Regions from separate parts of the Mus musculus genome. Here all the other regions are linked to region 1. Evidence: chromatin contacts called from public Hi-C, HiChIP or PLAC-seq and promoter capture Hi-C data. All regions are on one chromosome and are shown on one strand. The core of a region is the stretch at or near the end of the contact, and the rest is flanking DNA. Distances in the headings are between cores, read along the strand shown.

Region 1 (5,713 bases), core at 1,610-4,109:
CTTATTTATTTACTTATATATATATTTATTTATTTTCCACTTCAGCTACAAGGTTTGTGAGGAAAACTAACACTAATCTTAACTTTGCTCACACATCATTAAGAAGCTAAATATACAAAGGGGGAACTCTTATCTTTTCAAAGGCCAGCTGTAATACATTCCAGACCCAAAGTTTCAAATCATCCTCACCTGGACTGGACATACTTTTAAATGTTTACAATATTGTTGATAAATACGGGTTTGTTACAATACTTATTACTAAACAATTCTTTGACACCTGGTGGGGAAAAATAAAAGTTTCCTTTTGAAGGAAAATAAATCAAAACTGAAGTGTGCTGTGGTAAGTAGAAACTTTGTCTATAATTAAGGAGAAGAGCATTATTGAATTCATGTATTGGCTATATCAATTCTGTCATGTAACATAGGCCATTATAGTTCATTATACTAATTTAAAGCACTATGAGAATAAGTTCTCTTGGTCCTTCTTATAGTTTGCTCTGTGAGGATCTTTGTAAACCTTAAAAATAATCTAAATTTTTATTTATATCACCATATCTAGGTATGCCTTAGCATGCAGCATGTCTAAGCTCAGAGCTTGTACCTCTAAACATGCCGTTCTGTTTATATAAACTCATGGTAGTCACACTTGCTATGTGAAAGAGGAGCAAATACAATATAGCATAGATACCATTTTCAAAAGCAGAACAAACAAAAAACCCACCATGTCACAAAGCTTGTGCTCTGTGACAGCTTGTCATGCTTTCCTGTAATAAAATCGCAGTACTAATTAATAGTCTCAGTGGTAAGGAGCCAGAGGTTTGAAGATTGTTCCCATGTAGTTTAACTTGCCTGTAAAAACAACTTTCTGCTTTCAAATGAAGCCTTCCTTCGGAGGGTGCTTAAATGTTGAGTCCACTGCTCTGATAGAAGCTACTAACTTCAAACAGCACAATGAGGCAGGAGGCTTTTTTGAAGCACAATGCCCCTCTGCATTAAAATAGTACTCTGCAGGCCTACTGGAGAGCTTCCCGGGAAATTCAGCCAGTTACTGGGTTAAACATATACTTTCGAAAATATTTTTAATTAGCTAGATATTTCTATGGGCTACTATTGTCTACTCTTGTATCTTCTACATTATAGTACTCTGTGAACTTTCTCTTCCTCTAATCATAGTATTAAAAATTAAATGTTCATATTTTACACAAGCTACAGTACTCCTGGCATGCAATCTTTCACTATTTTGAGAATGCATAGGGTTGACTTGTATATAGTTGATATATTTAATCTTTAGCTTTTTAGGTGTGGTCGTGATATCTAGTACCTTTTTTTTTTTTCTAAGTATCAATTCTTTGTTAACCTATATTTTTACTATGGAAAATTATTCGACAGCTTAAACCTTAACCTAAGAGTTCTTATCAGTGTCTGCTCCTGCTTCCTGTGCAGCTGAAACTCTTCAGGATAAGTGAAGTCACCCGCTATCTATCGGTCAGGGGAGCCTAATGCATTTGGGAAGTTGTTTTTGGTTTACTTGCTAATGACCTGGATAAAGTCCAGTAAGGTGTGGAGGGAAGGAGGGGGCATTCTCCGAGGAAGCTGTCCTCTCAGTAAATTTGTCCAGATTGATTCGAAAGTTAATGGCCCGGGGATAAAGTCGAGATTTCAAAAACTTGTAATTAATTTATTACTAACATTGGAGGATCCTTTCGGCTCACTTTCTAGCCTAGCCCTCCTGACTCTCAAGGCCAAAAGCTTTATACATTCTGGGCGGGCAGGAAGCGCACGCTGGGATCGAGGCTTGCAGACATCCTGGATCGTGGCTTTTACGCGTGAGTAACGGAGGCGCGCGCGGACCGGAGCAAGGATGAAGTGGCTACTGAGAATCTAAAGGGGGCGGGGGGGGGGGGAGTCACTAGAGCAGCTCTTAGGGTCGCGCTCCTATTGGTCAGAAGGAAGATCTCGACTTCAGAAGGACTTTCCTGCTAGCTGGCTTGCAGCCTCCCCGGGGGAGCGAGCGCGCAGGAGCCTAGCGTCCTCTGTAGCGGCGGGGAGAGAGGCAGGGAGCCGCCGCTCCCCGTGTTGTCTTCCCTTTCATGCAATAAAGAATTGTCATTAGGTTTGCGTATGGCATGTGCCATTACCCCACCGTAAAACTAAAATTAGCAAAATGTCAGGAATGGAAAGATTGATTCACCAAGATGCAATTATCATTTAAAAGTGCTTGATTGAGGTACTGATGTTCAGTGATTTATTCTGCATACCATATACATAATTAAAGTAGTGTAGTGGAGTAATTTATCAATCTAGTTGAGACTGGAGGGGTGAGGAGGGAGCTGCAGTATGTTTGTTTTATTAAAATGTTGCGAGGTTCTAGTCCCGCCCCCCTTTTGCAAGAGTGAAACTGATGATTTCCCCAGCTCGGGAGGAGAGGCAACGGTTTGGGCTGGTTGGGATAGAGAAACGGAAAGGAAAAGGCAGCGCCAGGCAAAGGCAAGAATAAAATGAATTGGGGGACAGGGGTAGCACCGGAGCGTACGTGCTGCTTAGAACCCCAGCCCCGTGTGCTCCGTCTTGCTTGCCGCCCCCGCGTCCCCTCCCAGTATCCTTACATTCCCCCCACCCCCCGCTCTTTTACACGACCTATCTAAGGCTATGAGCTGCTCTCCTTTTCCCATTCGTCTCCAGTCACTTCCTTCCTGGACACAGTTTTCTGGACGAGTCTGGTTACTTTTAATCCCACCGGCCACAGACAACCACTTTCTCCTCCTCTTCCACCTCCTCCTTCGCTTCCTCCACCTTCCTCCTCCTCCTCTTTCTCCTCCTCCTCTCTCTCCTCCTCCTCTTTCTCCTCCTCCTCTTCCAGCGGCTTCGGTGCGCGCGCGAATGCGCAAGCCCGCGCGCGCCTCCCCCTTGCCCCCCTCTCGCGCGCGCACACACGCACACTTCGTCTCCAGCTCTCTGCTCGCTCGCCTCGCAGTCACAGACACTTGAGCACACGCGTACACCCAGACATCTTCGGGCTGCTATTGGATTGACTTTGAAGGTTCTGTGTGGGTCGCCGTGCCTGCAGCTTTGAATCAAGTGGAGAAGCACTTCAAGGCTGGACAAAGTAAAGATTATTGTTATTTTTTTTCTTTCTCTTCCTCTCTTTTAAGAAAGGAAAATATTCCAAGGACTAATTTGGTCGTGTCTTCCTTCATGTAAGTACCTCTGACATTTTTCCAAAAGAATAGAAATAGCTTGTGTATTGTCTCTGAAATCTGCACCAATCTCTTCCAGGCACTGGGTCTATCTATCCAACTCCTTTCTGGAAGGCTTAAGTTAAGGCTTGTTGTGCATTCTTTTCTTTAGACTCTACGATTTCCTTGTGTGTGTCTGAAAGTAACTTTTTAGATAGTAGTATCCGTTTGCCATCTGCTATTGAATTCACATCTGACTCTTCCTGTCACATCAGTTTGTTTAAAGTTTCAAGAAGTTAGTTCCTGTCATTAGCATGTTTGATAGGGTGGAGAACGTGGATACTAGTGTATTTTAGGATTTCACAGACTGTTCTGTGACCTTGAAGTCGCTGTCTTAAAATTTAGCTCTTAGTTCACTGTGGAAAGATGTTCCTATGAGTTACCCCAAAGACTGGTTTTCCCTGGGTTTGGATTCTGAGCCACTAGTCCTTGGGATGACTTTAAGCTAAAGCAGGGCTGTCTGCCAGAGGCCACCTTTTGTGCATCCTCTTCCCTCATCAAAGTGCAGGCTTGAAAGAGTTTAATTGGTGGGGACCAGAAGCAGTTGCCCTGGCCATGGTAGTCTGTGCATTGCACAGTTCATGTTTGCATTTCAGCATGTGCACTGTTGTTTAGATCAAGGGAAATATTAAGCTATTTAAAAACAAACAAAACTAAGTCACTTAGCCTGCCTTCTGTTTGGACTTTGGATGAAAGTTACTAAACTAAGTGACAAAGTTGGCCGTAAAGGAAGTCTATAGAGACGGAGCACATTGCTTATTGTATTATTGTGTATTATGCAAGTGTTTGAGTGCAATGCTAATGTGACTTCCTTTCCAGAGCAAGGCTACCAATTCTTAAGGAAATTGTTATGTCTGAGCCATTTTGTACTGTTCTAGATGCTATGGTTATGAACCTTTTCCCTCACATTTTTGAAATGGATGTGATGTGTTCTGTATAAAACATTCAGGATGTAAATGCTGACAGTGTATGTAGAATCAGGCTGTTTGCCAGTTCTTTAACTGGTCCTTGGTGGAGAATTGCTTTAAGACAAAGTGCATTTTACTATCGTTAATGTGATAGTAACTCTAAGGGTAACTGCCTTATGAAATGCTTCGTGACTATATGTGTTCTCTAAGTGCTGTAAAGAAAACTCCAGTCGCATTTCCATGCCTTTCCAGAAGAGTGGCCCGGCTCCCTCCACAGGCACCTTGCAATGGAATTGTGTTGCAGAGTAAAAACGTTTGTGTGGGGCATAGTAATCCCCCTCCCCTAGAGATTTGCTGGGACTTGAAATGTGACCACCTGTGAGCCACACTTAACCTTGAAGCCATACCGATTTTCAATTTATAGATAAAATTTCTCATTTAATTTAAAAAATAATGTCAGTTTGGCTAGTCTTAAAAGTAGTTCAATATGTATAAGTATGGCACCAATGGTATGCTTGTGCAGCTATTGAGTCAATTACAAAAATGCAGGCAATAAACCACGTTATTATCATCTAGTATAAGCATATTAATTATTGAATTTAAAAGTAGCCCTAAAGCAAGTGCATGGCAGGTAAAATGAGTTGTCCTTAAGTCCCATCACAAGTGGGAAAAAAATTCCTGAAATCAATGAGGTTTTGTACTATTTAAAGGATAATACATTTAATCCTGTATCGGATTCTGATCTTTACTCTAAAAGTATTCATTGATGCATACTTAACATATAATTAAAAAAAAAATTGGTACCCAAGTTAAAGGGCCAGTAGTTGGCAGTTATCTTTACTTCAAATTGTGCTGAACTTTATTTTTTAAAAAATGCTTTTCTTATTACTATGATTCACAGTTTGAGAATGTGTTATGCAGTTCTCACACTCCTTATTAGAAGCAGTGTTTTAACTTCATTCATTCACTACGCTATTTACATCTTAGTTGGTGTGCATGTGAATACATTGAAGGGTAATATTAAGGTGTGCTATTAATTTAATATAAATGTTTTTGGTATTGGTGGAAATAACAAATGACCATGTCATAATAAGCAACTTTCCACCCTTTCAAAGTTAGTCATATTTTTAAAGTATGTAATCGTGAACATTAACTTTCCCAAGCAGAGATACTAATTAACCACAGCAAACTTCAGTAACCAAGAGTTGTTATAATGTTCTTTATTTTTTGCTTTATAAACAAGTTAATTTTGTAGAACTCTACTCATTCTAATAAAAAATAACTATCTGATGATTCCTGAAAATTGAATCCTAAAAAAAAAAACAATATACTCTATAGTTTTCAAATATTTTTTAGTTTTTCTCTGGCCTTCACCTTGCTCAGTGACTAAGTTGAACGGCATATAATTATGTCTTTCTAATAAATTATTCATTGTATTTAGATTTCTTTAATAGAGAACTATGCTGAATAACACTTTGGCAAATGTAAGCATTATCTTTTAAAACTTTCTTCTAATTAGTGTAGTATATTTTGTGGGTTTTATTTTCCAACTCTTGGTGCAATATATTT
Region 2 (5,713 bases), core at 856-3,355, 960 kb before region 1:
TCTTCCACACTATCCCAGCATGGTGGATCTCTTTCTTCTTCCTCCTCTCTATCCCAAACTGGGAATCCTAAAGTTCTGCCTCTGTCTTCCCTGCCTTGGCTGCTGGCATCTTAATTTACTAATCAGAGCCAACTAGGGCCAGGTTACCTGAAGCTACATTCAGACACTCATGTAAGCAGTTATGGTGACCCAAATTAACGTTAGAATAAAAGCAGTATTAGGCCAAACCCACTGCAGTCATTAACAGTGCAGCGTTCCTCCCTCCTTGGGCAGACTCTTCTGGCACTCAAAACCTTGGGAAGTGAATTGTTGACTCCTCTCCCACTTCTGGCAATTTTGTCCTTGTTATTGCCGAAAAAATATTTTAAATATTTTAGTTGCCTTGTTTCTTCTTGGGTTCTGTCTCCTTTTTTGGAAGTTGCACTACTGTTAATACTGAAGCTGTGGCTTTTCCAGTAATTTGATTAAACTTAAGCATAATATCTGGCAAAGAGAACTTTGCGAAGCAAACGCGGCACAAACACCTTGATTTATGAATCTTTAAAAAAAAATTCAGTTTTGATTACATGAATTGTATAAGATTCCGAGGCATTAAACACTGATACTAAAGAGTAAGGATTTGATAAGAATGTCAAATTTTAGTTAAACCATTCCCTTTTGGGTAGAACTGATAGACCTTTAACAGTAAGGAAGCTCTATACCATTTTTGATTCATAATTAGATTAAAGAGGCGCGTATATGTTCCATCATGTGACCAATTTTTAATCCAGATTACAGTTAAAGGAGCTCCTTTATATACTTGTGTTATTGCTACAGAGTAAGATTATACAGCCACCCGAGTTCACAGCCACACATGCAAGAAAAAGGCAGTAGCAATGGCCTATGAAGGATGAACACTTAACACCAATTAAAGACACAGGGGTTCAAGTTAAAAAAAATTGCTCTCCATATATGTGAAGATTTATACTGTAACATCAGGCAAGGTGGAAGCCCACAGGAAGTATCCTTTTTATTTTACTTTTTTTTTTTTTTAGAAAATAAGTAATTATTCAGGGTATGTAGCAGGGCAAACAAATTCGAACTGATAAGCTTGGTTGTATGACTTTTGCTTGGAGTACTCACATCTATTTCTAAGTATGCATTGCCATGAGCATTTATTTTTCTTTTTACAAACAACCCTATTAAAACTTTTAAATTTCAAATTGTTTTTAAAAGTATGAAGTGGCATTTGGTTTGATCCACGTGACACAGCCTATAAAGAGAGCCTTTTGTGTTAGATAAACATCAGTCAATTTTAATTTTCATTAAATTAATTTTCATTTCAAAATAATTTTATAATTTTCTGTTTGATGATCTTATTGAAAGGGATAGAATCATTTCTTTATTTCTTATGACAATATAAATAAATTATAATTTTAAAATGTATTTTCAAAGCAGAAGCACTCTGTCTCCATAAAATTAACTATTCCTACACCAGCAGGTTTGCCTGCACTGTCTAAGTATCACTATTGAGAATAACCTTGGGTGATTAGTTTTGTTTTGAAGCAGAAGAGAATTGTATTAAAAGGAGAAAAAAATGTATCCCGTGGGCTAAAATAAGGATTTTGTTTTAAGAACTGAAACTATCTCTGTAATTTGAAGCATAGCACCCCTAAAACACAAATAACCCAACATCGGCAGATGTCTCAAACCTTGTAACAAGAAGTTCCTTTGCTCAGTCTTAAAAATTACAGCACCCAAGCTCTTCTTTTCTCAACTACACCTCATGTAATTAATTCTGTTCCTAAATTAAGCACTTTTAAAATAAAACTCAGAAGTCTACCTTGGCCTTTCATCATTAAATAACCAACATTATGTCAGTGAATGAATCAGACACAACGCTTTTACCATGATGAAAGATGATGTATAGAAACACCCAAACAACAAACTGTATGAAAAAAATCTGCTTATATAATCTATTTTTGAGAGAAAAGACAGGGTTTCTAAAATGCTTCATACCTGTTTTCAACTAGCAAGGAATCAGGAATTATAAAAATTTGCACACATCCCGCCTGTCTCTTAAAATAGCACTAGACGTATGTGAAAACTTCAAACTAAAGCTTCCTCCCACCCCCACATTCCAATCCAGGACATTACAACCACAAATGCCTTGAGATATTGGCTGATTCACTCCTGTTCTAAAGCTGTCCATCTGGCTTTGAGAATGACTGTGATCTGAAGACTCAAGTTGACTTACTCGCTTTGCTTCCTGCCAGCTTAGATGTACTTTGTAGGTGGAAAATTGTTGGTCTTTGTCCCTTCCAACTTGCAAGTAAAATGAAGCTGCCAAGAGATAAACACATTCTAAGTTTATCATGCTATTCTTGGCCTCAAACTACAAGCCATAAGGCAACTATTGCTCAAGGTACCGTGTTTACAAGTGTTCAGTCCTCCGCTCTTTCAGAGACCCAACAAGATGGAATTTCTTCCTGCCAGCCTATATTTTCTTTCTCCAGAGCTTTCAAATTCCTCAAATGCTTTTTAAATAATGGGAGAGAAGGATCACCTCTTGAAAGCATCTTCAAGTTTTAGATAGCATTAAAATTTTTAGTATATTTTGAGGTTCTTTCCCCAAAGCACAAGAAACTGTTAGACTTCATCCTTCCTTCAATTAGTATCACTATTCTGTATTTATTATTGTTCTACTTCAGAGTGGATGAAACTGTATATTCATGTTCTTTTATATAAGTCTCTTAAACTGTTGTCTGCTTTTCCTTTGTCATAGCTAACTTCTTGCTGTTTACAGTATTTCATTTAATGCATTGGTTATTATAAAACTCTGATGTCTCTTTTAATTAATGGAATTTGCCCCTTGGGTTGATATATTAAAAGAATAACCTAATCAGGGTTTAAAAATATTCTCAAAACCTAAGAAAAAACAGTTAATTTAGAGATGTAGTACTGAGTTAACTTTCTTCACAAATGTCTTCCTGGCTGCCTTGGGTAACAGGATGTATTGAGTTCATACATCTTAAATATAAAGAGGAGTATAGCTATAGCACATCCTATATTGGCACAGTGCATTGACATGTATTATGTATGATGTTACACTGTTTAAATTATTAGAAATCACATTAAAAGAAATTAAAATAAGATAGGGCTTTTTACCAAATCTAAGATATTTGGCAAAGACATAATAATCAAATTCAACTCTTGATTTACAAATAAGACTTTGAGTTCTCAGAGTTTTATAACTATATTCTATATCATGATTTCTTTGCATTTCATTAAAAGTAACAATCTCTTTATAGTTAAGTATAGTACATGCAAAAATTGCTTACAAAATTGGGCCTGTATTGTTTTCTTGACATAAAATATTAATTCATTCTGGAGATTTTCAAACTACTCTTAGCAACATACTTCTGGGATCATTTAATGCTGCTACAAATTAAATCGCTGATTACCTGGCAAATAAAATGAACATAGCATAAAACATCCTTGTTCTAGTTTTAGCTTTAAGGATATGAAAGAAAGAGTTGTTTATAACAGGCTATGTGTGGAGAAAATTTACTTAAAGTAACTCAGAAATAAATACTATTATTTTCCTTATAAGTGAGCTAAAGAAGCTTTGTGAACTGATATTCCTAATTGTTTTAATGGACTCTGTACTCTTCAGAGGTGCAGATGAGACAATGAAAGGAATTGTAGAGTATTCAGTTTAAATCTCACTTACCAGTGATTATTAGGATTTATTGCCAGTATTCCTTTGGCCTTTCAAAGAATTGAATAGCTTATAAATTACTGAACTTTGTTTCTCTGAAAACTGCAAAATCTAAGATTAAAATACCAAGAGAATCAGTTTCTGATGATCTCCCATGCACACACACTTTTTGCATCATTTGAGTATGCTAAAGGGATGAGCTAATGTGTAGTCCTCTTTGAGAAAGGATCTATATCATTCATGAGGCCCTGTCTTATTGATCTAGCCTTAGCCTAAAACCACATCGCCTATACTCATCACTTTGGCAGCGATGCTCATAGAGTAGATCCTGAGAGGTCCAAGTGCTCAATCATTTGCATTTCATTAGCAAAGAGGAGACAATCACATCCTCACTCTGGCATGTAAAATATTTTATTTTTTTCTTCACATGAGTCAAAGGGATGGTTTAATTCTTATATATTCTGAATGTGATATACTCAGAAGAATTTATTATGTTTTCACCATAGACTTCCCACTACTCCAATAATCTATCTAATTTTATGTTCAAGAAGTTTAATCTATCCTAAAGTATGCTAAATTTTTTTATAACATTGGCCATGATGAATTGAAACTCATATTTAATTTTTAAAATATGCAGCATTAATATTTTCAGAGTCCAAAATTGGCCTACACTTTTAAGCAATAAGAAGTTCTGGGTTAGGGTCTTGCAACACTGACATCCAATTTTATTTGGTTAGCTGAATATGGGCTCTGACACATAGTGTAAGAGACCTCCAGGGTATTATTATCTTGGCAGTATAATAGACAGGATATTAGGTAGATAAATATCTAATGTACTAACAGATAGAGAGGAGAAATCCCTGAATAGTACTTTATAATCTTTGTTTGTTTATACATTTATTGAATTACTAATTTGTTTTAAAGTCTGATTCTTGATTCAAATTAAATTAAATAATATCTAACTGTCAGAAGCATGACGTATTCCAACATTCAGTATTTAAAAATTTAAATGTCTAAGAAAGAAACAGATGCTCATAAATAATGAAACAAGGGGAGAAAAACACAGTTTATTACTGAAAATTTAAGAATGACATTTAGTGACTGGAGAGATAGCTCAGTGGTTAAGAGTACTTGTACAAGCATGAACCAAGTTCAAGTCCCCATTTTATCTATTTATATATAAAAAACAAAGAGTTGGGAGTAACCATCAATGTGTGTAACCCAGCAATAACAGTAGAGACTAGCAGATGTCAGAACACTCTAAGCACAACTGGAAGCTTACTATCTGTGAAAGAGATCCAGTCCTAGGGAAATTGGGTGAAGAAAGTCAGAGCAGGAAACCATATGTCCCTCTCTAATCCCACTGGTGGGAACACATTCATACACACTCATGTAGTCTCACTCCATATTTAAAAAGAAAGAGAGAAAGAGAGAGAGAGAGAGAGAGAGAGAGAGAGAGAGAGAGAGAGAGAGAAAGGGAGAGAGGGAGGGAGGGAAGAAGGAAGGAAGGAAGAAAGAAAGAAAGAAAGAAAGAAAGAAAGAAAGAAAGAAAGAAAGAAAGAAAGAAAGAAAGAAAGAAAGAAAAGAAGAAGAAGGAGGAGGAGGAGGAGGAGGAGGATAAGAGGAGAATGAGGGAAGGAGGCATGACTGTGAGTGATTTGAAAGTATGAAGGTTAATCTACTAAGTAAGAATATCCATTTAACATTTTAATTTAACACTGTACTTGAAACATAATATCATTCTCCATTTATTTTCTTTTTTCTGATATAGGTCCTCAATAGGTAGCTACAGTATATACTGTGTGTATCTAATAGATTAAAAAATGCTATTGAACAACAAGCACTGATCTTAAATTCTCAGTTGCTCTCTCAATGACACTAAGATTATCAAACACTTCGAATTAATTGGTGACATTGTTTACCATCATTCTTCCAAGGCATGACTGTCAAAGGGCTTAATCGATACAGAGATATTTTGATAAAAATGTAAGGTAGTTTCATGGTAACTAAGAT
Region 3 (5,713 bases), core at 1,084-3,583, 930 kb before region 1:
ATTGTATATTTTTGGCTTCTTTGTCAAAGATCAAGTATCCACAGGTTTGTGGGTTTATTTCTGGGTCTTCGATTCTATTCCATTGATCAACCTGTCTTCTCTGTACCAATACTATGTAGCTTTTTATCAGTATTCCTCTTTGGTACAGCTTGAGGTCAGGTATGGTGATTCTTCCAGAATTTCTTTTATTGTTAAGTATTATTTTCACTAACCTAGGTGTTTTTTCTTTCCATATGAAACTGATAATTGTTCTTTCCATGTCTATAAAAAGTTGTGCTGGAATTTTGATGTAGTTTGCATTGATTCTGAAGATAACTTTTGGTAGGATGTCCATTTTTACTATGTTAACCCTACCAATTCATGATCATGATCTTTCCATCTTTGAAGGTCTTCTTCAAGTTCATGTCATATAGATTATTTGTTTGGTTAGAGTTGCACCAAGATATTTTATATTATTTGTGCCTATTGTGAAGGGTGTTGTTTCCCTATTTTCTTTCTCAGGCCATTTATCATTTGTCTAAAGGAAAGTTATTGAGTTTTTGAGTTAATATTATATCCAGCTACTTTGCTGAAGTTGTTTTCAGTATAGAAGTTCTCTGGTAGAATTTTTGGTGTTGTTTTATATACTATCATATTGTCAGTGAATAGAGATATCATGACTTCTTCCTTGATAATTTGTATCCTCATGATCTCCTTTTGTTGTCTTATTGCTCCAGCTAGAACTTCAGGTACTATGCTGAATAGATATAGAGAGAGTTGGTAGCCTTTTCTTGCCCCTGATTTTAGTGGGATTGCTTCAAATATCTACATTTAATTTGATATTGTCTGTTGACTTGTGGGTGGATATAAGCTTAATATAAATATATATAAAAATAAAGATAAGAGGAAGTGGAGAAAGCATTGTCATCCAAAGGAATGGGTAAACACAGTTCCTAGGGAAGGAGATCTCTCTGGACCAAGAAGTATTCTGGATTTCAGGTATGATTTGTGTACAAGACTTTGAATTTGTGTGCCCATAGTCAGGACATACAGCTCATAATATGATTCTGACTATCATATTCAAATTGCTTTCATTTAATCTTCTTATTTTAAAAATTTTAAGTTTGAGATCCTTTGCATAAAAGAATGTAGTTCAAAAATGGAAGAGAAAAATTGGAGGTAAAGTGTAATTATATTCCCCAAATTAAACTAAATTATATGGTAATAAAAATAAAAATATGTTAAATAGTCATGATACCTGATTTACAAAGTTGAGAGGAAGTCGGTTGGCCGTGGATCTTTGGACTTTGGTATGGTTGATGAATTGAGATACATTCTACAGATGAGGAAGCTAAACCTGAAAGTTTGTGTTTTGCCCCAAATCACACTTCTAAGAGATAGAGTGAGTAGTAAAATATTGCTTGTTTGTCACATGGCAAATATCAAGAAACATTTCCATACATTTTGTTTATGGATTCTCATGGTAAATTAAGGTTTGTTTATTGATGTACCAATCAATAAAGTGTTTTAATTTTCTTATATCTTTCCAAATTCAGGGTCAGATCTCTTGATATCATGGCACAGATTACCAAACATCATATTACCAAATTTCAGATCTCCAAAGTAGACATCTTTGTATGTCATCACCAAAGCTTCAGAACTTAAGCAATTCCATGGTATCATTGATTAACTCAGAAGTCCTCCTTTTCCAGTGGAATATTAATCTCTCTTGCCAAAGCATTATTTAGACTCCAACAACCTGAATATGAAAGTTCTTAGACATGTCTAGTGGCAAGGGAATCCTTAGATTTCTTCAAAATCCTTATTTTGTACAATTATTTAAAAAACAGTCTTAAAAGAGATGTGGGCAATCCATTGTTTTCTTCAAATGGGAGGGCCTTATAAGTTTCACTCCTGCTTCTGATCAACCGCATCCTCTTGGACTTTCAAGAAATGACTCAACTGTCCCATAGTCTAATTTAGAATTCTATAGCATATACCCTCTGAATGAAGGATGTCTGTTGGATGATATCTTGTTTCCAATCTACTTGGTGCCTCAAACAGCAGTGTGTCTAGAAATACTAGTCTCTGCTACTAGAGCAGAAATCTTAAAGAGCCATGCAAATTGGATCCACCCGGCCTTTAACTTGGGCCAAGTCTTCCACAGTATGTGCCGACACATTCTTACTTGACTTGACTGCATAATAGAGATAATTATAAGCACTTACTTATCTCACAGGGGTCTACTGAAGATTAATTAGTTAATGTTGGCAGAACAAAGGTGCAATATATGTGCTAAGTATTATTATTATTACTGTGCCACTTATCTTTAAAGAATGTTGTTTCGAAAGTCATAGTGCCTATGTGCCATCTGCTCACAGCAGCCTTTACCATCTCCCTACTCAGAGACTGAATCCGGTATCTGAATAAATAGATGTGCTCAAAAAAAAAAATCTATCACACCTCCATCTGTGCTTGTGGAATATGAATTCAGACACAGGCAGAGATGCAAATCGATCACAAGTGAAGAGGCTTCTCCAGTCTCAGAGTTGCATTTCGAGATGTTGCTCTAATATTCCCGTTCTCCACTTCTGAATCCGCTCACTCACGATGTGCTGCTTCCCTGAACGTATTCTTCTGCCTCATAAATAGGGTGTCATGTTAGAGCCTGAAGCTGCCTTCTCCTTTTGTTCCCAGGAAGTTGAGAAAGAAAACCTCTCAAGAACATGTTCACAGCTGATCTTCTGATGAAATTAGTTCTGTGATTTTCAAGCTTTAGATATTAGTATAATTATCAGAAGCTAATGAGATTTTAAAGGTTTCTATAAGAAATCATGATTTTGAAACTTCCATTCTGCCATAATTATAACTAGGTTACAGACAACATGACATGATCTATGACCCATTTTTACTAATGACTAAAGAATGAAGAAATAGCTTATGAATAAGCATTCCTTTCCTAACATTATAGAGCATTACTCCTGTGAAAGCTTTGAAAATCAGAGAGATTAAAACTCTAAACTGAAATTATTCAAATGTCCCACAGACATCACTATTATAATATAAATAACCATTCATTTCTTTGTACGTAGTTATTGGTACAACAATAACAGATAGTTAATGCTCTTCCACAGTAGGCGTTCAGTGGAATTATTTCTTTCTGTCCACCATACTTCTCTGTTGGCCTTGAGACAGTACAAAGAGAAAATTCATCTTGTATCTGAAACTTACCTATTCCTTTCACAATTTCCACAGAATTTCTGCATACTTTGGTTTCCTTTTATCTAATACATGAATAAAGTTCCTATCTAATGCAGAGTTCACAACAACGTTATGTGGCTATGGAGATAATGAAGTGATTCATTAAAACTCTGGGATGTCTAACATGCATAATTTGATCTCATGGAAGATGCAAGTCATATTTGAAATCAATTCATCTCACCTAAATTATGTATCCACCTTATGAATTGCTTAGGTTTTAAAGTTATAAGGATAAATCAAATATCATACCTGGCTTCATCTCAAGAAGATAAATCTATACCTAAATATATTAAAATGGTAAGTTCCATATTAGCCCATTTGAGCAAGTCTTGAGAGAGCTTGAGGGAGAGAATAAGTCATTTGGGGAGTCAGGAAGGATTTTCTAAGAAAATGATGATATTTGTGTCAGTCTAAGAAAGTTGAAAACTGCTTTATTTAAGAAGGGGTATAGAGGACTTACTATGTTTCCTGACCCTACACTTTGAAAGTACGTGTGTATGTACTTGAGCTATTTGTCCTTACATACAAACAATAAGCCCAGATATCCCTTATATTAAAAAAAAAAACTTTAAAACGTTTATTTATTTTATCTTAAATGCAAGACCCCTTGACCTTGTTTCTGCTATTGTGGATGTACCTTTCTAACCAGTAAGTTCATTTTTTTGTTAAACTTAACTTTTATTCCATTTATCATTGTTCCTGGCTAATCTGTAATCCAAATAATGTTTCTGAAATGCTTACATTGACCATGTAGAAGACTTTTGTGTGGTTCAAGCAGGAAATGCTACAGGGAAAATACAAGATTGGAAGTTGAGGGTATGCATGGCTGAACCTGAGCTTTCTCTGGTTGAGCCAAACCTCTCAGTTTCCTCATGCACTGGACATTTGCTAGAATGATGTAACCAGCCTCATATAGCAGTGATACTGTGAAATAGCAAAAGTAATCCTACCCTAGCAGAATCTGTCAACCCCAGGGAGAACACTAATTATAGATAGGGTGTGCACACAAATAGGCTGACTCCCCAAGCAAACATGTCATCCATTCTTCTTAGAGAAGATGATCTAATCTGCTATCTCTGGGCCTTTGTTATTCACATTTTATGGAACTGCTCTTCAAAAATTCTAAACTTCCTGATTATTAGTTTGTCATCACAGAGTGAACAGCAATTTACGTTAAAATATCGGCATCTATAGAACTTGATTTCTTTTACCAAATTAGATAATTCTGATTAGGTTATATGAACATATACAATGTGATAGAGAGTAAGTTTCCACTCCATTCGCTGATCTTTAATGGCCCTAAAGTTACTGGATAGCCTACATGTCTGAAACTCTTCTGCCCATCATGAAAAAGACTGTGATGGAGTGGAGTTGGCTCAAAAGGCTTGCAACATGACAACTTATGCAATGACTCTTCTCTAGACTATAAAAAGGAGTCTGGACTCAGGACTGTAAATTTGGCACTGTCCATAAGTTCTAAATTGACTTTTAAATGAATGAGGTAATGGCATACTCAGACAGAAGGCTCATCCATTATAGAAATTCACCTCCAGTTGTTCATTCTTTGGGTAAGGACTAGGGAGTATTACTAGGTAAAACTTGGAGAGTTATTTGTTTACCAAATCTCACTGATGTATAAATTAATTGTCACAGTGACGTAGAGTTCCTATTAACTAAATTTTTAAAGCCTCCCTAAACAAGTGTCATGGCTTCAGACTTTTTCAAAATTAACTGTTTGATCTAGCTAGCACCTCTCAGTCTGTTGGTATAGTCCACTTAAAAACAACTTTCTATAAGGGGATCAAGAGTGAAATTGAAGCAAATTACACATATGGCAAGGCTCTCTATTTATGTAATGGAATAAGAGGCAGAAAACAGAGAGGAATGAAATTTGAAAGAAAAGAGGCAGTCCTAACTAACAAATAAAATGGTTCTTTAGTAAACCCTAAGAATTATCAGTTGGGTCATTAACAGCAACAGAGTATTAAAGAGTATTTTAAAAACTTTCTGGAAATCAGTCTGGCAGTTCCTCAGAAAACTGGACATAGTACTACCGGAGGGTCCCACAATACCTCTCCTGGGCATATATCCAGAAGATGTCCCAACTGGTAAGAAGGACACATGCTCCACTATGTTCATAGCAGCCTTATTTATAATGCCAGAAGCTGGAAAGAACCCAGATGCCCCTCAACAGAGGAATGGATACAGAAAATGTGGTACATTTACACAATGGAGTACTACTCAGCTATTAAAAAGAATGAATTTATGAAATTCCTAGCCAAATGAATGGACCTGGAGGGCATCATCCTGAGTGAGGTAACCCAATCACAAAGGAACTCACACAATATGTACTCACTGATAAGTGGATATTAGCCCAGAAACTTAGGATACCCAAGATAGAAGATACAATTTGCTAAACGCATGAAACTCAAGAAGAACGAAGACCAAAGTGTGGACACTTTGCCCCTTCTTA
Region 4 (5,713 bases), core at 1,169-3,668, 550 kb before region 1:
ACAAACAGTATTCAATTGTTCCTTTACTTACATTTGCAAATTTTATTTCAATTATCTAAATCAACTTAAAAATACCACCTTCAATAATTTCCTCATCACCTCAGGCTACCAGGTTTACTTCTTACCAGGAATCAAACATGATAAATGTGTTTCTTTCACTTTCCCACATGAGCTACCCACATGCTGAAAGAGATGTGTCTCCAATCTTGATGTAATGGAACAATCTGGCAGCCCTAGCATTCAAGAGACCAAAACAAGAGGGTTACAAGTTTGAAGATAGAATGAGCAGGACAGTATGCCCCTTTATCAAAAGCAACAAAACAATCCACTGCCCATAGCTTCTGATGCTTGTGTCTGCACACATTTTTTCCTGCCTGTGTATGTCTTAGAAGCAGGTCACTTGGTCCTTCTCTATCTACTCATATTAGAATTTGATGCTAAGTAGGGCCTTACATTCTCATTATTCTGTACTCGAGTCAATTTCAGTACTTCCTAAATTATATTCTTTTGTAATTTTTTAAATTCCTAACAACCAGGCACAATTCTTGATACAAGCTTCTCATTTAGTTTATTTAGTTTATGCCAAGCACCATGTCCTGTACAGAGCAGATGTTCAATATATTTATAGAGAGAAGTTGTATATTCTTTAGTTGCTTGGTAGCTATATTGCCTGGACAAATGATATCCAATCTTTTCCAGTCTTACTGCAGGAAGGGCAACATTATGTCCTGGAGCATTAAGAAGATAGATGGTAAACCTAATGGAGAGGGAGTTTTCATGACAATGTCTAGCAGAGGACTATAGCAGATTTTTTTTTAAAAGTTAATTTTGGTCTACACTGTGTTGATCTGCTCTTATTTGATATTTAATATATATTTAAATACTAATATTCAAATTTCTTTAACAATGTTTTAGCTGATAAACCATATATTAAAGTATTGAATATTATACGAGTGTGTCTCGTATTATGAGTAGTTATTATAAATAGGAATAAAATTGAAAAAATATATATTAGATATTATCAATCAAATGAACTAATTCCATAGAAGTTGCTTGTTTTTTTACATCTCAAATAAAAACATGATTATATTATTATTCTTTATGTGTGTGTATATGCTGTGTATCATATATATACATATATATGTGTGTGTGTGTGTACATTTTTTCACATATACAGAAGAGTAAGCTATCATCATGTGCTACAACTGTGTGATGTATCTTTAATTTTGACATAGAGAGTCTCATTGATTCCAACTAGTCTATTTTCAAAGAAGTACAGAGTCATATGTAACTACATATATGTGCTTAGCAACACAATGAACTATAAATATTCATGAAGTAAATATGCTGAAAAGTATGAATTAAAATTCCTGCATCATATGTAAAATACTTTTTCTTCAATGACTACAGGTTAAACTACATACAGTATACTTTGTGTCATGTGTGGCATAGGAAAATTCTAATCTAGTATACTTAACCACAAAAGCTTAAAGGAGGGATGATCTGAACTAGCTGGCACCATATATACATACAGGTGCCAATCTAATACCTTCCTACTTATACACATCCCTGCTACTAACACGTTGCTGCTCTCACCCATATGTACTATTCAGCTGAATGCTGTTTGAGAAAGGAAAATATACAGAAACTTTGATTCTAATGATCTGGATTAAGTGATATTGCTCAAAAAAATGTGTTTCATAGAGATTAAATTCTTAATTGCTTCGTGACCAGAATTGAAATTTCTATTTCATAAACACTACAGCAGATTGATAAATATCCTATTATAATGAAATAAATGAACCAACAAAGAAATGCCAAACATATTTAATAGCAAATATATAAAAATAAATTTCTTCTGCACTCCCATCATGCGGAGTTATGGCAGACAGTCTTCAGCCATCAAGTCCATTCCTTTACTGTGTCAATCTGATATGGTACTGATCAGGAAGTTTTGAGTAATATACATGTCACAACCTCAAAGGGGAGAACTGATTTGACTTGTCTATTTGTTTGTACATATTTTGAATTTTTAAAATGACACAATAAAACTTGAAAGGGAAACATTTGATTGCAGGAGTTCATATGTAGTCTTTCGATGTTTTCATAAACCTTTTTATCTATATTTGCAGATTTTTTTTCCCTTGGACGTCTAACAAATACTGAAATCAGTTTGCCTCTCCACTTACCCTTTCATAATGTTCATGACACAATCCTGTGTGATTTGACACCTTGGAACTTTAAACAGACTCAGAATCTTTTGGACCTTCTAGCCATCATCAATTCACAGAGTGTGCAGTAAATCCAGCTCAAAATAAACAACACAGATGGAATCGAAGCTTATAGTACAATGTCAGCAGTATCCACAGATTGACAGAGCTGGTGAGGCTGCCAGATGCACAGAATGTTGTTCTAGCTCCTTGTTCTTTATAACTGGACTTGATGGAGTACATCAGTGTCAAACTCCTTGCTGGTTTCCACACGCACACGCACAGAAACGCACCCGCATAAACACGCACATTCCTGCGCTCTATATCAACGGAACCATCTGCTCTCAGCTTTACATGTGGTAGCTAACTAACTACCCTACTGTGCCTGGTCTTACCGACTGCTTTCCTTGGAAACAAATGACAACAGTTTTTATCTTGTGCCCTCCTTGGCATTATAAAATAAGGCTCTTAACATTTCCATACGCATATATTTTACATGCATTTTTTTTAAATTCTCGTCTCCGTTTTATTTACTGAATCACCAGGGAATGGCAATTTTTTTCTTTTTTCTTTTTCCATTCCTAAATTGAGGTTTTCTATGTAACTTCATATACTGGATTGATTCTTCCAACTAAAATTTATATGAAAGCAATGTATGAAAAACCAATGAGCTATAGGATCATTTTCCTCCCTCAACATTGTTTTATATGTGCTACATGCAAGTGGGGGGGTATGCAAAATGTGGGGAAGTAAGGAAATCATTCATTCATTATCATTTTTTTGTGTATATAATTTCATTCCCAAGGACGGCCATGGTGGAATTAGGATGAGTGGACTGCATAAACATAAATTATTTCCATATACAAGGATTCTGCCTTTATCAGGAAGCTTGTGTGTTATGCCTCTCCCAAATACAGAATAGTTTTCCTTGAACTCCTTGTTATCTCATGGGGTACCTAGCTGTGTAATTGGGTATTCTGAAAAAGGATAATCACATTTCTAATTCAAAATTTCAATAATAATGCATTTTCAAGTGAATGTAACTATTTAAACTCTGAGTCTGAAGAGGCAGAAGGATACCTAGCATGAGAGAAGAGAAACATGACCCAGGTTTGGACCACCCCAAATATCTCTTCCTGACTTGTTTTCACGTCTGGAATTTGTCTTCATGACAATTTCTGTAGACGATCTACAGAAATTATACTCACCTTCCGGTAACTAGGTAACATAATCTCCTGGAGGCTAGCTAATTGCAGCCCATGATAACCTCACATACAGTAACTTAAATTTTTCATTTCGTTCAAATTATTATGGATCAGTGGAGAGGGTATTGATTTGATTCATTAACAGATTCCCCGTCTGTCCCAAGGTTAATGACTGCATGTATCTCAATTATGTCCTTAACAGGTTCTGCTGTAGAACTCTTTCAAACTGCTTTTTACAGTGTGAATCTTTTTTAGCTGAAAGATTTTTAAGTAATTCACCATTTAGCATGTTTTTCTCCTCCTCTTCCTAAAGCGATGAACTTGTTTGATGAAACATATCAAGATGTTACAAAGAAGAAGAAGAAGAAGAAGAAGAAGAAGAAGAAGAAGAAGAAGAAGAAGAAGAAGAAGAAGAAGAAGAAGAAGAAGAAGAAGGAAGGGAAGGAGGGAGGAAGTGAGGAAGGGAGGGAGGGAGGAAGGGAGGGAGGGAGGGAGGGAGGGAGGGAGGGAGGGAGGGAGGGAGGGAGGGAGGGAGGAGGTAGGGAGGGAGGAAAGATGAACCACAAAAGCTTTTTGTGGGCTCTGTCAGGAGGGAGAGAGTATAGCAGTTTGAGTCAGGTAAATACTCTGCAGTTCACTTATATTTAAAATATGAATCACTGTAGAAAAGGAGTTGATCTTTTCTCGGTATTTTTTTTCCACATTCTCTTTGTAGAAGGGCCATTTTTTTAAAACTTTCATTTTCTGAATGCACATTGATATACTTCATCATAGAAAAGCATAACCTAAATATAATTTAACACATCTTAACGGCATTAAAGAACAAGTAAAATTTTAAAACCTAATAATACAGTATCCATGTATATCTGGGTAGAATGTCAGTAAGTCACACTATAATGATTCATATGTATCTCTGGGTAGAATGACAGTAAGTCACACTATAATGATTCACAGGTACTCTGGCCATATCTGCCAAGGATAGTCAGGTAGAAGAGAAGTCATTCCAGGTTCTCCAAAACAAATAGAAGACATTGGTTCTGACAAACAACAAATGTAATTGTTTTATTTATTTTGTTTGCTTTTTTAGTCCTTCTGTGCTCTCTCTCCACCCTCAATCCTTTATACTACGTGCAAGTTTAGTTTACTCTGCATGTTTAACCTAGTGAAACTTCTACCTTATCCTGAACAAGAATTGTTGAATCTGGGGGCTAATTGTGCTTTTCTTTTTGATTCTTTATGAGAAACCTCAACTTCTTACACATATTACTATGAAGTTTGTAATAAGAATTACATTTTAAAATTTATTATTGCTTTTACTATCTACTTTCATTACAAACTAGCAACATGCCAGACACCTTCTGGAACCCTCAAGATTCTGACAGAGATTGGGGGACTCAGAAGCCAAATGGGAATCATCAGGAGGAGACTTCAGTTATACAATCCATTAAATAAAACAATAGAGCCTGCAGCTGAGCTATTAAAAAGAGTAGAGCAATTTTTATTTCAATGGCTACATTTTATTTCCTCTTCTGAGTGACTGTTAACAAAGGGCCGCTGAAAGGACTGGATAAAAAGCAGGCATCAGATGCAGGATCCATGAGTTAAACAACATTATTAGATACAATTTCATAAAATCTAGTTGCTTTTTTGCTACTAGAAATCATGTCCTTTTGTCAACTTGTGGTCACATCAGCACTTCTGATGTAATTTGCTCCAGCTGCAGAGCATAGCTGGCCTGCAAATCAAGAACCAGAATGAGGACAGGCAGGAATAACTCAATGGCTTAGATAATGTGCAAATCACTACACTTCTAGCTATTAGTCTACTTTTTTTTTTCAAAAAATTTGGAAGAGGAAACATTTATCTTTAGGTAAACAGCCAATCAGCTACTCTCTTTAGAACTGGTTTTTTTGGTTATCTTTTACTGAAGTCTAACCAGTGTGTGTGTGTGTGTGTGTGTGTGTGTGTGTGTGTGTGTGTGATGCTTTGTAATCATGACATTATGTACTTTGTTCTCCATAGAAGATAATATGAGCACCTTGCCAAGCAGTAGCTGCTACTCCTCAATGCCCCTAACAATATTCTTCAGATTAAAATAAATATTCCTAAGCATGTTCCTTATCCTTTTTGCATTTCAAGTGTTTTTTTTCTCTGGCCTGCTATGCACAGGTTTACAAAATAACACACACCCTTCTGTTGACAAGCTGATCCAAATGCCTCATTCCAGACAGAACATGAACCCAGTCACAACTGAAATGTAATACTGTTTATTGATTCAGGCACGGATTATCATAGAGG

The links. Promoter capture Hi-C pulls out the DNA fragments that hold promoters and counts their contacts. A called contact is a pair of places that touch in the nucleus more often than the background predicts. HiChIP or PLAC-seq counts read pairs in DNA pulled down with a chosen protein or histone mark.
Region 2: a contact with region 1 is called in a Hi-C map of cortical neurons, with 4 times the contacts expected there. The contact joins the enhancer-like site here to the promoter of Mef2c in region 1. A contact is called at or near these places in 1 of 39 promoter capture datasets (hippocampal neurons), 3 of 484 Hi-C or Micro-C datasets (cerebral cortex and cortical neurons) and 5 of 115 datasets of contacts at active chromatin or transcription factors (the 230-238 cell line, embryonic forebrain, forebrain and 2 more).
Region 3: a contact with region 1 is called in an H3K4me3 HiChIP or PLAC-seq map of forebrain, with 4 times the contacts expected there. The contact joins the enhancer-like site here to the promoter of Mef2c in region 1. A contact is called at or near these places in 1 of 484 Hi-C or Micro-C datasets (cerebral cortex), 5 of 115 datasets of contacts at active chromatin or transcription factors (astrocytes, forebrain, large pre-B cells and 2 more) and 1 of 9 other capture datasets (embryonic tail).
Region 4: a contact with region 1 is called in a promoter capture Hi-C map of hippocampal neurons, with 2.7 times the contacts expected there. The contact joins the enhancer-like site here to the promoter of Mef2c in region 1. A contact is called at or near these places in 1 of 39 promoter capture datasets (hippocampal neurons), 1 of 484 Hi-C or Micro-C datasets (cortical neurons), 7 of 115 datasets of contacts at active chromatin or transcription factors (the 230-238 cell line, SST interneurons, VIP interneurons and 4 more) and 1 of 9 other capture datasets (macrophages).

Annotation. Positions count from the first base shown.
Region 1 is chr13:83,521,884-83,527,596 of GRCm38.p6, forward strand. It overlaps Mef2c (myocyte enhancer factor 2C), which reads left to right and starts at 2,860. Exons shown (of 11, transcript NM_001347575.1): 1 at 2,860-3,197.
Region 2 is chr13:82,560,551-82,566,263 of GRCm38.p6, forward strand. No RefSeq gene overlaps it. Among named protein-coding and RNA genes, the nearest start is that of Mir3961, 130 kb to the right of the region's middle. Within about 2 kb of position 2,106, at least 7 of the 459 cell types and tissues checked have an H3K27ac peak or open chromatin away from gene starts, as enhancers often do. A contact at or near this core is called in cortical neurons, where this site is marked.
Region 3 is chr13:82,591,603-82,597,315 of GRCm38.p6, forward strand. No RefSeq gene overlaps it. Among named protein-coding and RNA genes, the nearest start is that of Mir3961, 100 kb to the right of the region's middle. Within about 2 kb of position 2,334, at least 7 of the 459 cell types and tissues checked have an H3K27ac peak or open chromatin away from gene starts, as enhancers often do. A contact at or near this core is called in forebrain, where this site is marked.
Region 4 is chr13:82,969,458-82,975,170 of GRCm38.p6, forward strand. No RefSeq gene overlaps it. Among named protein-coding and RNA genes, the nearest start is that of Gm33073, 150 kb to the right of the region's middle. Within about 2 kb of position 2,419, at least 13 of the 459 cell types and tissues checked have an H3K27ac peak or open chromatin away from gene starts, as enhancers often do. A contact at or near this core is called in SST interneurons, VIP interneurons, cortical neurons and 2 more, where this site is marked.